2 separate regions of the Mus musculus genome follow, and region 2 is linked to region 1. Evidence: chromatin contacts called from public HiChIP or PLAC-seq data. All regions are on one chromosome and are shown on one strand. The core of a region is the stretch at or near the end of the contact, and the rest is flanking DNA. Distances in the headings are between cores, read along the strand shown. Region 1 overlaps Rcbtb2 (regulator of chromosome condensation (RCC1) and BTB (POZ) domain containing protein 2). Region 2 has its middle 4.4 kb from the start of Gm35450.

Region 1 (6,932 bases), core at 3,285-5,784:
AAATCCAAAGTCTGTCAGTCCCAGTAGCTCCCAGGTCTGCTGTCTTACCCAGCAGAGCTGGTAGACTGCTATACTCTCATTTGCTGCTTCTCTCCAGGTGGAAGCCGAGCTCCCAGTCTGGCCCCTGCAGCACCTGTTTGAATAATGTTAGTCATGGAACAAGCTGCCCTTGATGCCTCAGTCTTTGGGACTACCTCATTTCATTGCCTCTGGGACAGTGGCTGCTTGGTAGCCTGTACCCTGTCTATAAGTTATGCATTTTTCTCTCCCTACCTTGAGTTTTTTTTTTCCCCTTAAAAATACAATAAAGCCAGGCAGTGGTGGCACATGCCTTTAAACCCAGCACTTGGGAGGCAGAGGCGGAGGCGGAGGCAGAGACAGGCAGGTTTCTGAGTTCAAAGCCAGCCTGGTCTACAGAGTAAGTTCCAGGACAACCAGGGCTACACAGAGAAACCCTGTCTCAAAAAAACCAAACCAAACCAAAATAATAAAACTGATAATAAGAGTATAAATGATATGGCTTATACAGACTACTTTTGCCTCAGAGCTAGTGTTGTGCCCAAACCAGGATGCTCTGATGACCGCCACTGAGGCCCTTATGTCTTCTGTGAGGTGGGAGCAGTGGGCACATTTTCCTTCTAGTAGATGGATTTTATTGGCTGTTTCCATATCTGCTGAAAAGCATATACTTAGAAAACCAGATCGTTTGGGCCATTTTCTCATTGTGCAGGGCCATTCCACAGAGCACCAGCTGTGGGAGTCAGTTCCTTGATCCAACCACACAAACGTTAGGAGAGATTAGACAAGGTCTGCCAACCCAAGTGCATGACCCAAATACAATCTTGTGTAAGAGGCATTTCACTAAAAGCTGTGCAGCGATGAGTTAACCAAACTGCCAGACGTCCTGGCTTTGCCCTGACCCATGAGGCTAAAAGTCAAAGTGGAATCTTTTATGCTACATTTCCAGTCATGGATCTGAAAACGAGTTATTTATCCAACCTCAGGGATCAGGATTAGTCCACTAGCCACACTTCCCAAACAGGCCTATTGAAATCGCGTGACACTGAAGTTCCCTGTTTTAATCCTTACACAGAAAGGGTCACTCAGCTGGTCACTCATTTCCCTGCGGTTTCGTTGAACCGACTGACAGTCTCTGTTTCTGCTTATTTCTTTCATTCCTTCTGTTTACACCCTTCTTTGGCTTAGCCCACTTCATCTTGTGGCATGAGATTGCCCAATTATAGACGTGAAGAGAGAGAGCAGGAAGTTCTGATTTGCAGGAGCAGCATAGAGTGGAGGCCCTGCTGTGCTGATTGCTGTACCAGACACTGTGCCCAGCACATATGGGGATCCACTCAGTATATCGCATCCTTTTAGTGTGCAGAAGGCCAGGAGCCAGCAGGGTAAGGCATCCTCTTGGCATGCAGGAGGCCTGGAATCCCTTCAGTAGATTCTGTCAGCATGCAGAAGTCCCAGGGTTGCTCTCTGGCATTAAAACAACAAACTATTGAGTTCATTGTACAGAGCAGAAGCCAGGGTGACTTTTCAGCCCTCTCCTTGTAAAGTACCTGATGGTTTGGTTTTGGTGACAGGGACAAGCCCAGGGCAGTTTTCCTGCTGAGCTAGTTTATGTATAGAACCCCATCCTACCTTGAGATTTTATGCATTGACCCAGGTAAGATGATCCATGTCTTTATCTAGTTAGTAATGCTTTTAAGGGTTAAACATTGCATGTTTGTTTGTTTGTTTGTTTGTTTGTTTTTCTAGACAGGGTTTCTCTGTGTAGCCCTGTGTAGTCCTGAAACTCACTCTGTAGACCAGGCTGGCCTCGAACTCAGAAATCTGCCTGCCTCTGCCTCCCAAGTGCTGGGATTAAAGGCATGCGCCACCACGCCCAGCTTAAACATTGCATTTTTAACTCAAAGTAAGATGGCATATATTTTTAAGACCTACTGGTAATCAATAGATCCTCATGTTATAAATGCCACCAAAGTATGGTTCCAGCATTTGGTGGCTGAAAGTTTAGGAAGTGAGTTGTCCAAGTCTTGCTTTGTTCTTTCTGTTCCTTGGGCCTATCCACCTCTGTCAGCTAGTTAGTCGGCACAGTCTGAGTCAAGTGCACTCGGGGAAGGAGAGGCCAGCTCTTGTCCTCCTGTTAATGTGCCTCTGTGGCATTTGCTTGTGAATTTAGAATCATAGAGATTGCAGCCTGTCACTCTGCCCACACATCTGCTGCCAAGACACAAGGTGGGCACGTGTACATGTGGGGCCAGTGCCGGGGCCAGTCGGTGATCCTTCCACACCACACTCACTTCTGCTGCACCGATGACGTGTTTGCCTGCTTCGCCACCCCGGCTGTCACCTGGCGCCTTCTCTCCGTGGGTAAGCTTGTCCTTTCCCTCTTGGGACAGTTCTGAGAACGAGGAAGAGGAAGGTACTTTTGCTGTGCGACCTTAGGACTTGGGTACAGGATCTAATGAACCTCTTTCTGGGAGCCCTTGGGGAGGGGAACTAAAACTATTGGAAACTAACACAATACTAATTAGAGGTAATTTGATTTGATTGCTTTCAATCTGAAAGCTGTCTTTCAGATAAAAAATATATCTAGAAACAGTCTAGACATTCGGACATCTTAAATCTGATTCAGTTAGTGAAACAGTTGGGAACATTTTTGGCTTTGGCAAGTTTACAATGAATGTTCAAAGGCGTGAATCCATACCCAGAGGCAAAAGCCTTGTATAGCTGTCAGTTGTTTGGGGGATTCAGCATTTCTGGAATGCCCAGCGAGTAGGGGCCTCCTCCTTGCCGTCATGTTCAACTATGACTGAACCCAGAAGCACTGTGTTGCTTTCCCTTAGAACCTGACGACCACCTCACTGTGGCCGAGTCTCTGAAGAGGGAGTTTGACAACCCTGACACTGCAGACCTCAAGTTTCTGGTTGATGGAAAATACATTTATGCTCACAAAGTCCTTCTCAAAATTAGGTAAGAGTGGGCCTCTGTGGGCAAGAGTGTCTAATGATCCCTGGGACCCAGATGGTGGGTAGGCAGATAGAGCTGGCTCCCATTCATGTCCTCTACATGCCTGCTGTTGTGGGTGTATGTCACACTAAATAGATGTTTAAAATAATTCGTAAGAGCTGGTCTCTTTTGAGGAGTGAAATTAATTCATTTATCAATCACTTCAGATATCCTGACTCTTGAGTAAGGGAACTGTGCCAGACACTTGAGTAATTAAGAGGCAGCTCTGATGAGGCTGTTTGTGCCCTTAAAGCACACAGTGTCAATGGGGTAGGAGTGGGGGAATGAGACAAGATGTGGAAGGCAAGGTGGGCCACAAGTACTGGGTTTGTTCAGGGAATAAGCCATGGAAGTTCTGGCTGTAGCTTAGTGCTGAATAAATAAGTTTTGCCCTTGGAACAGAGCCAGATGCTCTGATTTAACTTTACTGCCTGGGGCCTGAACACAGCCCTGCAGACAGCCCTGCAGACAGCCCTGAACACAGCACTGCAGACAGCCCTGAACACAGCCCTGCAGACAGCCCTGAACACAGCCCTGCAGGCAGCCCTGAACACAGCCCTGCAGACAGCCCTGAACACAGCCCTGCAGACAGTCTTGAACACAGCCCTGAACACAGCCTTGCAGACAGTCCTGAACACAGCACTGCAGATAGCTCTGAACACAGCCCTGCAGATAGCCCTGCAGACAGCCCTGAACACAGCCCTGTAGATAGCCCTGCAGACAGCCCTGAACACAGGCCTGCAGACAGCCCTGCAGATAGCCCTGAACACAGGTCTGCAGACAGCCCTGAACACAGCCCTGCAGACAGCCCTACAGACAGTCCTGAACACAGCTGGATTCGGATACAGCCATGCTGGAGAAAAAAAAAAGTGGTTTTTCCAGACCAAGAAGGACCTGGGTGATGCCAACACAAAAATGTTTTAAATCACACTTCTTACATTTACATTTATAAATGTAAATAAATTACATTTATTTATGTGAGCAGTGCATGATATTCACCTTATCTTTGTTCCATGTCACAGTCTATGAAGCCACCACCCTACCTTCAGATAGAAAAATCTGTCCTTCCCCAAAGATCCTAAGTCCCATACTGAGCAGCCAATGATTTTTTCCTTTCATACACACTACGCATGTTCTAGAAGCTCATATGTATGAAATTATATAGCATCTCTTCTTTCCTGCCTGCCTCTTTCCTTCCTAACATGATGATCTGGGACTGTGTTGCCACTGTGTCAAAGATATTGAAACCCTCTTTCCGTGACTCAGAAACCCAATATGGTATTTTGGTCTCAAGTTCCCATTCTGAAAGGTCACATAGTGCCACCTGGTTCACTCTCACCACGGAGCCTCTACTTTCACGAAGGAAATGGGGGTTTAGTTTACTGTGACAGAGCAAACACTGAACACGCTCAGCCTACACCATGACAACGCACTTTATCATATGAGCAGTATGGTGTTTTCTCTGAGGCAGGGAGAAGAACCAGGCCTACACTTGAGCTTGTGGTGGTCTGTGGCAATCTTCCTCTTTCTGAGGCATGACACGTAGCATTCTCCGAGTCTGCCTGTGTCCCAGGCTTCTCCTTTGTCTGATTGCCTTGGGGTCTACCACAGTGACTTGGCTTATGATGATTTTTGTAAAGAGCCTGTCTTCACATAAGTTCACATTGTCGGTTACTAGGAACTTTTAGGGACATAATTCAGACAGAATGGAGTAAAGAGACATAATTAATCAGTTATAAAAACAATACTTATCAGTAAAGACAGTGTGAGAAGGAGGCCAGAGATCCCCCGTCTCCCCCAGTCCAGCAGGCTGCATTGTAAAGTCAGCTGCTGGGCCGCCCACAGCAGCAGCAGTAGGCTGCAATGTAGAGTCAGATGCCTGGGCCACCTGCAGCAGCAGCAGCAGCAGCAGCAGCAGGCTGCATTTGCAGTCTTGCCGATTAGGCAATTGAAAAGCAAGGAGCCAAGGCAATGACAAGGTTTTTGGCAGTGTTCTGTGCCTGTACGAAAATGCCTGAGATAAGTAACTGACATAAAGGTTATTTGCTTACTTGGTGCGGCTGAACTGTAACTCCAGCTTGAAAGCTTACCCTGGCTTGGGGTTGATTTGGAGGTTTTGTTTGGGGCCTCCTGAAAAGCACCATATCTTGGTGGGAACTGCCTACTGGAACCACCCTACTACTGTCACAAATCAGGGGTCAAAGAGGAGCTTGGTCTCCATAAGTCCCCTTCAGTGCATTGCCCCAGTGATAGACCCCACACTAAGTTCCCTTCTCTAACCCTACCTCTTAAAGGTTCTACCACCTCCTATTATTGCTACCCTGGGACCAAGTTTTGACAGACTAGCAAACAGGAAAGGTATACAGCTTCAAGAGAAAGTCCTCAGGTAGTCCCTTGACTCCAGTCTAGAACCTGGGCTATGATCTTCCTTTCTTCTTTCAGGTGTGAACATTTTCGTTCTTCATTAGAAGACAGTGAAGACGATATTGTAGAAATGAGCGAGTTTTCGTATCCTGTGTTCCGAGCTTTCCTGGAGTATCTATACACAGATAACATCAGCCTATCTCCTGAGGAGGCAGTAGGTAATCATCAGAGACCTTACCACCAAGTTGGCAAATGTTGAATAATTAGGAAGGTGGCTTCTTTCCAGGCCAGGAGACAGACACTGCGATGTTTGCAGGAGCTCTTCTGGTGATGTTGAGCCTGCGCTTTTCTCTTTTTGGTCCTTGGATGTAGCATTTGCCTTTTCTCAGACTCTGCCACTGAGCTACACCCTCAGGCCCAGAACGCAGACTTCCCTTGTCACTACTACATATGAAGGTTGAGTGGGTAGCTCTAGTAAGAGGTCAACATCGATCACCACTGGAGCATCACAGGCAAGCATGGAAGGAAGGGCAGATGGCGAATCTTGTCTGTGAATGCAGAGCCCTAGAAGATCTCTTTGTCATTGCCCCAGAGTAGATCAAGGCCATGTCTGCTACACTCGGCTGTGAAAGTGGGCATTTTAGGTAACTCAGTTAAACATTTCACAATCTGAAATCTATTATATAGGTAATAGATTTTTTTTTTCATTTGGAGAAATCAATGAATAAGAATGTGAGGGTTGAAGACCAGGTCATGCCCAGGGAAAATAGCCTAGCCAAGAGAACAAAAGAAGAGCCACTGATTAAAGAGAAAAGAAACATTAGCAAGTAACAGAGTGCCCGGGGTCAGAGCATGTATGTCCCCACAGTACACTCTGGGTGAGTATTGAATAAGAGGACTCCAGATCAGTCTTTGAATTTGGCACAGTGAAGCCCATTTATGTGTGGGAAGACTCAACCGTGGGGCAGCTTCAGACAGTGGCAAGTGAGAGCGACAGCTAATGAGACTGCTCTCTGAGAGACTGCTCTCCAGGAGTGATGCTGAAGCGAAGCGGGGCAGAAAGATGGGTTGGAGGACAGGAGGCAGATGTGCCCACGACAGGGGATTCCTTTGTGTTATCTGGTGCTGGAACTGAAGGCAGGCTTGGCCTGCTGAGCTTGTGCACTGTGTCACTGCCCACTCCCAACCCAACCGGCTTTCTTTTTAATTCCGTGACAACATGTGTGCTGGTGGGCGTGGCCTCCAAAGATTCTGCTGACCCAGGAGAGGGGAATTCAGAGAAACACAAACCTGTTTCATTTCTAGGAAAAATTATTCAAGCCATTCTGATGTTAACTCCTATCCGTTGTCAGTGTCAGCTCAGCTCAGCTGTCTTCCCGGGGTGCTGTGAAGGCGGCTTCAGAGTTGCAGAGCTCATTTTGCCCGACGGATGGAAGCCCTTCACAGCCCTCTGAGCACTGCACCTCAATGGTCAGGCGCTCAGAGCGCACCCACAATACATTCTCCTTTCCATCAGGGTTGCTAGATCTGGCTACATTTTACAGTGA
Region 2 (6,713 bases), core at 2,875-5,374, 290 kb after region 1:
AGGCTTAGATCTTTTCTAAACCTACTTTAGGGTTCTAGAACGCTTCAACCTTCCTTCTAGCCCACCAACTAGAGTTAATGGAAGAAGGTTTATAGCTAAAGAGGATTGTGGACCTGTTTAGAAGTAGTTCTTTGGGGCGATTCCAGTCTTTGTTGTTGGAATAACAGCAGTCCAGTCCAACGGCAAACACCAAACATGAGTCAATAGCAGCAGCTTGATCCAGCAGAAACCACATGGCTCTACCCAATTGCTGTGAGTCAGTGGAAGCAGCAAGAATGAGTTGGAGTACCATGAGAAGCTCTTTGGTGCGTTTCTCTTTACAAAGTGAAGACCAGCAAAGACTAGCAAAGACTTGCATGGCTAGCAAAAACTAGTGAAGCATGACACGGAGCTTCATAGCAATGCAAGAGCATCCTCTCACTGTCTCTGGAGTGGTGTCTATCTTCTTTCTAAACATCACACACCCTCTCAAGCATCCGCTTCAGCAAAACATCATATGCCCTCTCACATGTCTGCTTCAGCAAAACCTCCTCTCAGAAGACAGCTTCCAGAAAAACCTCGTGTACACAACTGAGTTTCTAAAGAAAGTAGAAATCTCCACTTCGTGAGCATGAGCTAAATGCAGTTTTCACTATGAGGTGGCTGTGAGCTTTTGCATGCCAGGACAGGAATATTGTGTCTTAATGTAATGTGCTGGAGTGTCAAATTTCCAAGGGGCAAACTTATAATGGTTCTTCACTGTTAATATCACCTAGTTTAGAATTATCTGGGAGATACATGTCTGTGTGTGTACATGATGTTGGTTCTGGAGAGCTTTAACTGTGGAGGGAAGATGCACCGAATGTGGGCGGTGCTAGGAGACAGACTCATGAGTACTAGCATTTGTTTGCCAGTGTGACCAATCCAACTTACGCTCCCATCACCACGCCTCCCTGCCATGACAGACTATATCTCTTTAAAACTCCAGTCAAAGGAAATCTTCTCTCCTTTAAAAACTGAAATAAAGTTACTTTCAAGTCTGTGTCCTACAACTTCCAAATTCTGGTGAATTGTATTTTATATAATTCTCATTAAAATGGTAAGTATAAGGGGTATTTGGAACTAGTGCACTCCTCTTGACAGGCTAAAAGATCTATTTTGATGAGATAGTTGTAAAAATTAAACATTCTGCTTGTAATTTTGCATGGCAATATTTTAATGGCTTTCCAAAAGCTGCTTTCTGCCTCTGTGCTTCAAGCCTTCATTCTTTCCTGCTATGTATAAAGTCTGCTGAAACACTGCCGGGCACGTTCATCGTTCAATGTGACCTCTGGCCCTGTACCTTCTGGTCAGAACGGCAGGTGGTTGCCGTACCAATCCTCCACCCACGGGTACACTAAGCAATAACCTGGCTGTGCAGGTGTCAACAGCACACAACATAAATATATCCAAATGAACCCAAACTTAGTTTATAAATATATCCAAATGAACCCAAACTTAGTTTATCTCCAAGTACAAAATGCCAGTGCCCTGTGAGGGCACACTTTGCAAGGAAGAGGGTGATGGAGGGACAGGCAAGTGGAAAGGAGATAGTTGTAGTTAATCATTTAAGTTAATCCCCATCTAGCTTACAAATGAATGAGAGTCAGACTGTGGTTATTTTATTTGGCTTTGACAATTACTTGGGAGTAGCCCCCAATCTGTTCTCTCTCTTTCCCTCCCTCCCCCTCCCCTCCCCTTCTCTTACCCTCCCCTCCCCTCCTTCCCCCCTCCTCTCTCTCTTTCTTTCTGATTTATTTATTATATGTAAGTACACTGTAACTGTCTTCAGACACTTTTTCTTCTCTCTCCAGCCCTACTCACTCCAGCCTGCTCCCTCTCCAATATGCTTTTCTTTCTTTTTTTTGGGGGGGGGGGTTGAGACAGGGTTTCTCTGTATAGCCCTGGCTGTCCTGGAACTCACTTTGTAGACCAGGCTGACCTCGAACTCAGAAATCTGCCTGCCTCTGCCTCTCGAGTGCTGGGATTAAAGACGTGCACCACCACGCCCCGCACAACCTGCTTTTCTAATTGCTGGACTGGCTACTTCCCCAGTGGTGTACCCCAGCTCCTCTCTGTTTCTCCTGGCCATGTGCTCATGGCTTTTCTCTCATGGCAACTTCCTCCCCTCTCCATGTCCTTTCTTCTCTTTCCTTCTTCAACCACAATCAGGTAACTCAAAATCCGCCTACCTCTACTCTCTCCAGTAATTGGCTGTAGACATTTTTATGTAACCAACAGTTTTAAATGAAGGAACAAGCTTTACACACCAAAAGCTGGTAAACGTGAGAATTCACTCATAGGCCTAGACCTTCAGGCACAGTATTTAGCATTACAAACACACATCAGAAATTGAAAAAAAAAAAAGAAAAACAAAAACAAACAAGAACAACAACAACAAAAACCCCACTTGTCAGCAGACCAAATCTTAACAGGTAGTGTTGTCAGCCAGATATGGTTGAAATGATTTATTTTGCAAGATTAAAAAAATACATATTGAAAAACGGTTGGGATGTCTTCCAGAGCCTTGAAAATGATTTGTACAGATGGGGCCTCAAATCTTATGCTTCGGGGTCTTAAGCTAAATCTCACTTCCTTTCTGCTGTCTGTGTTGATAGATGTTTCTAAGTGGATTCCAAAAGAGGGTATCCCATCCATGATACTGTCTTCTCTTCCCAAGGTCTTGACGACACAGTATACTTTCATGGTGCAGATTTGAATAAAGCAGAGCAGCCAGGCAAAGGTGGTCATCACCACTCCCAAGTTCCCAGGGGATCTATCTCTTTTTCTGTGAACTTTGTTTGTTTTGTTTGCTCTTTTCGGAGTACGAACTGTCCTTTTCTTATTGATTGCTAGGCAGACTTCATATATTGGTAGATTAGTCTTGTTATCTCAATAAGCCTTGCAAGTCTCCTTTCGTCTCTTTTGCAGTTGAACCTGATGGGCTCTCGGGAAATGAGAGAAGGTAAGTTGTGTTACTTGCCGCTGGGAAGAAGACCGCTGGGAGGGATTGCAAAGCAGTGCCCTCCTTAATGAAAGCTTTGGGACTAGCTGGGGAGTGGGTACGTATTCTCAAAGGAAAGCATAAGGCGTGCGTGGGAGGGTGTTTCTGAGCATGCTCAATTCAAGGCATATGGCACATTTCAAAATGGACAGATGGCAGACTCAAAGGCTTTGCAGTAGAGGATTTAACATCATACTGAGCAAAGTTTGCTCTAGGCAGACTGAAAGAATGTGTCAGGGAGACTCAATGACCTTGGCTTATTCCTTTCAAGTTTTCCAAAGAATTTTACATAAAACAAAAAAAAAAGGAAAGACTTGGTAGACTCATTAACAATATTTAAAAGGGGTAGCAGCTTTCTCTGTTAGAAATGTAATCATTTGTCCCTAAAGTGTCCAGCCCCTGCCTCACTTCAGGGATATCTGTATTTTATCTTTATCTATATCTGTATCTATCTGTATCTGTACTGTATCTCTCTCTCTCTCTCTCTCTATATATATATATATATATATATATATATATATATATATATATATGATACATATATATATATATGAAATATTATATTTCTTCTAGAAATTTTGTAGAAAAAAAGGTTTTCCCTACTTCAAGGCTGTAAATAAATTCTTCTATATTTTCTAATGAACTAGTATTTGATATCATTATACTAAAGATTTCATATTTTACCTCTGAATCTTTGATCCATATGGTTGGATAACTTTTAAACAGTGATGGTTTATTTGAAGGTTTTTTAGGGCTTGAGGAAAATGGAATTATTCAAAGAAAAGCATTTGCTCTTAAGGTGTTCCTTTAAGATAAAATGAACATCTAATTAGAGTATAAGACATATACAGACAAGGACACCACGATGAAACCCATTACCTTGTATGCAAACCTAAAACGTTAATTTAAAACTTAATTTGGTTTCTTCAATCAGCTGATATTTACTGGATACCTATTGTGTGCTGAGCCATGAAACATCTCTGTGCGGAAAAATACAAGCCTGAAAACGAACTAGTTCCAAATAAAGACGAGTCCACTCTTAGAAGCAGAAGTAGAAAATAAACCGTGTGCTCAGTACAGCCCAGAATAAAATGCCTGCGTCTCCCAGCTGCCTTCGTATTTACAGCACTGCCGAGAGATGCTCTGCCTCCACAGCTGGGGCCACACACCTTCTGGGCAGGAACTCGCTCTTGTGAGCATGAGCAGACTTCCTTTATAGCACAGGTGCTTATTGTCCAAGAAAAGATCAAGTGTTCTTCGGGGCTGGAAACACCCACTAGGCCCTGGTGTTCAAGGACTTCTCTGCTCACATTCCAGACATGTCCAAACCAAACCTCACCCAGAGAAGTTGCCCTGAATTTCAATGCAACCTGTCAGTAGCTCTAGGGTTAAGAGACTATACCAAGTAGGGGCTGGTAAGGGAAGATACAAAGTGGAAGGTAAGAGAATGAGCAAGCCTGGGTCTAAATGACTCAATGACACTGCAGGGGTTGGACTTACTATCAGGCCATACAGGGGATTTTTGCTAAAAGTAGACTTCAGAGACTCTGCCTATCAATAAGCGGGTAACTGAAATGCTATGTTCATTTGCTTGGGACTCTTTTCATTAACTGTGTATCAAAATACTGTACTGTACATCCAATATTTATATAAAGATATTCCCAAAACCCTATTCACAATGATCCTGTAATAGTTGTTATGTAATACTTTGTGTGATACTTTGACTTGAACTAATATTTCCTCAATATCCATCATTAACGAAAGTTCACCATTTGCCAGTGTCAGTGATGTGGGTCATTGCTCTTTCTTTGCTATTTAGCAGAGCTCTTTGAGCAGATTTAGGACCTACAACTAATTTGCTACCAAGGATAAATGATGTCTCTGAAGCAAGATCAGGAACTAAAGAACCGGTATGAGACCCAAAAGGTACCTTTGAGGTCTTCAGGCTCAACCCCATATTTTAAAGATAAGGTATCGGCTCAGGCCCAGAGAACCCTGAACTTAATGACAAGTTACCCTTGTTTATCTCATCATCACCTCCATAAGTAAAAAGGCTTCTGAGCCCTCTCTCTTAATTGTATTTAACTCACATGGTTACTATTTAGTTTTGATTATTTTTTTTAATGTGTGTTAAAAGCAAGAGGGGTTGGTTATCATTGTAAGTCTATGAACAGGAGGATAGCCACTGCCCACTGGCAGCAAGATTATCAGAGTAAAGGTTGGGATTAGTGCTAGACAGAGCCCATCATGGTTCGCACTCAGGCTGTGTGACTGTGGCCTGGTCGCCTGACTTTTCTGAGCCTCAGTAGCAATCATCTCGCAGGAGACTGAAGAATATCATGTGGAGCTGCTGAGATGGTTCTGCACATACAGATGCTGGCAGCAAAGCCTGGAGGCCCAAGTGCAATGACAGGAATGCATGTGATAGAAATGGCACTTGCACACACACACACACACACACACACACACACACACACACACACACACAAGCACACACAAATACATACAAACACACACACAAACACACACACACAAATACATACAAACACACACAAACACAAACACACACACACAAATACATACAAACACACAAACATAAACACACACACAAACATACACACAAATACATACAAACACACACAAACACAAACACACACAAACACACACAAACACACAAATACATACAAATACACACAAACACACACACAAACACACACACGTACACATGCACACACTATGTATATGTATATGTGTACACATTTCCCAGGTTACCAGAGATAATTTATTTCTACGGCATGGCACCTTTCCAAGTCCACAGTGGTAGAGACCTCATCCCCAGCGGGGGACTGGAGTTGCTGAATCAGCAGCTCCAACAAAGGAAAGGGAAGCAGAGTTAATTTAGGGGAACCATTTCAGAATAAACAGCTAGATTTACAAGGTGTATCTCCAAGAGCGCTTTGATGCCTGCGTTTGGAGAGTAAGGGGATGGAATAATTGACGTCTACGCTGGCAGATCAAAGCAACCCAAGAACTGCCGGCCACGCAATGAAACCCTTCTCACTTTTTCTACATTCAGTGTGCATATTTTGTAACCATAATAATAATTTGTCCCTGCACAGGTCCTTTCATCTGGGGAGGAGCTCAGAGCACTTTGAAGATGTTAATAAGAAAAAGACCTGCTAATTAAAGTCACTTAAAAATGAAAAGTCTCTGGGTCGGCAGGAGGGCGTGGATGTCTGCAAGGAGGTGAATAGGGACAAGGCAAAGTGACTTCTATGGAACCTGGGACTTCATGCCCAGCTGCTGGGAGGTGGTGACCCAGAGGTTTGTTGCTGTTGTTTCTTTAATGCTCTGTTGGATTTCATGCAGCAATAAAGTGGCTTTCTCTAGACAATCACAACAGATGTTAACAGAATAATTCAAAAGTCTGTGGCGTTCTTGACGTGAAGAGCACACACTGACCCAGGAGCTTGTGGTAAAAAACACAGAGGAGAGCTATGTTGGACATTTGTAATGAATTTTAACATCATCTGGCAAAGTTGTGAGCAAATCCAGAAAAGCAAGCTTAGAAGGACAACAATTTGTTAGCTCTTGTTGAAATTATTGCTATTAGTGGTTTTTTTATTGTTGTTGTTTTGTTTAAATTAGGTTGTTGCATTTTTTTGAGACAGGATCTCACTAAGTAGCCCAG

What was found. HiChIP or PLAC-seq counts read pairs in DNA pulled down with a chosen protein or histone mark.
Region 2: a contact with region 1 is called in an H3K27ac HiChIP or PLAC-seq map of microglia, with 6 times the contacts expected there. The contact joins two enhancer-like sites. A contact is called at or near these places in 1 of 115 datasets of contacts at active chromatin or transcription factors (microglia) and 1 of 9 other capture datasets (adipose tissue).

What each region holds. Positions count from the first base shown.
Region 1 is chr14:73,171,532-73,178,463 of GRCm38.p6, forward strand. It overlaps Rcbtb2 (regulator of chromosome condensation (RCC1) and BTB (POZ) domain containing protein 2), which reads left to right. Exons shown (of 15, transcript NM_001170694.1): 11 at 2,192-2,382; 12 at 2,859-2,985; 13 at 5,464-5,603; 14 at 6,902-6,932. Among named protein-coding and RNA genes, the nearest start is that of Gm52109, 8.5 kb to the left of the region's middle. Within about 2 kb of position 4,535, at least 110 of the 459 cell types and tissues checked have an H3K27ac peak or open chromatin away from gene starts, as enhancers often do. A contact at or near this core is called in microglia, where this site is marked.
Region 2 is chr14:73,466,572-73,473,284 of GRCm38.p6, forward strand. No RefSeq gene overlaps it. Among named protein-coding and RNA genes, the nearest start is that of Gm35450, 4.4 kb to the right of the region's middle. Within about 2 kb of position 4,125, at least 26 of the 459 cell types and tissues checked have an H3K27ac peak or open chromatin away from gene starts, as enhancers often do. A contact at or near this core is called in microglia, where this site is marked.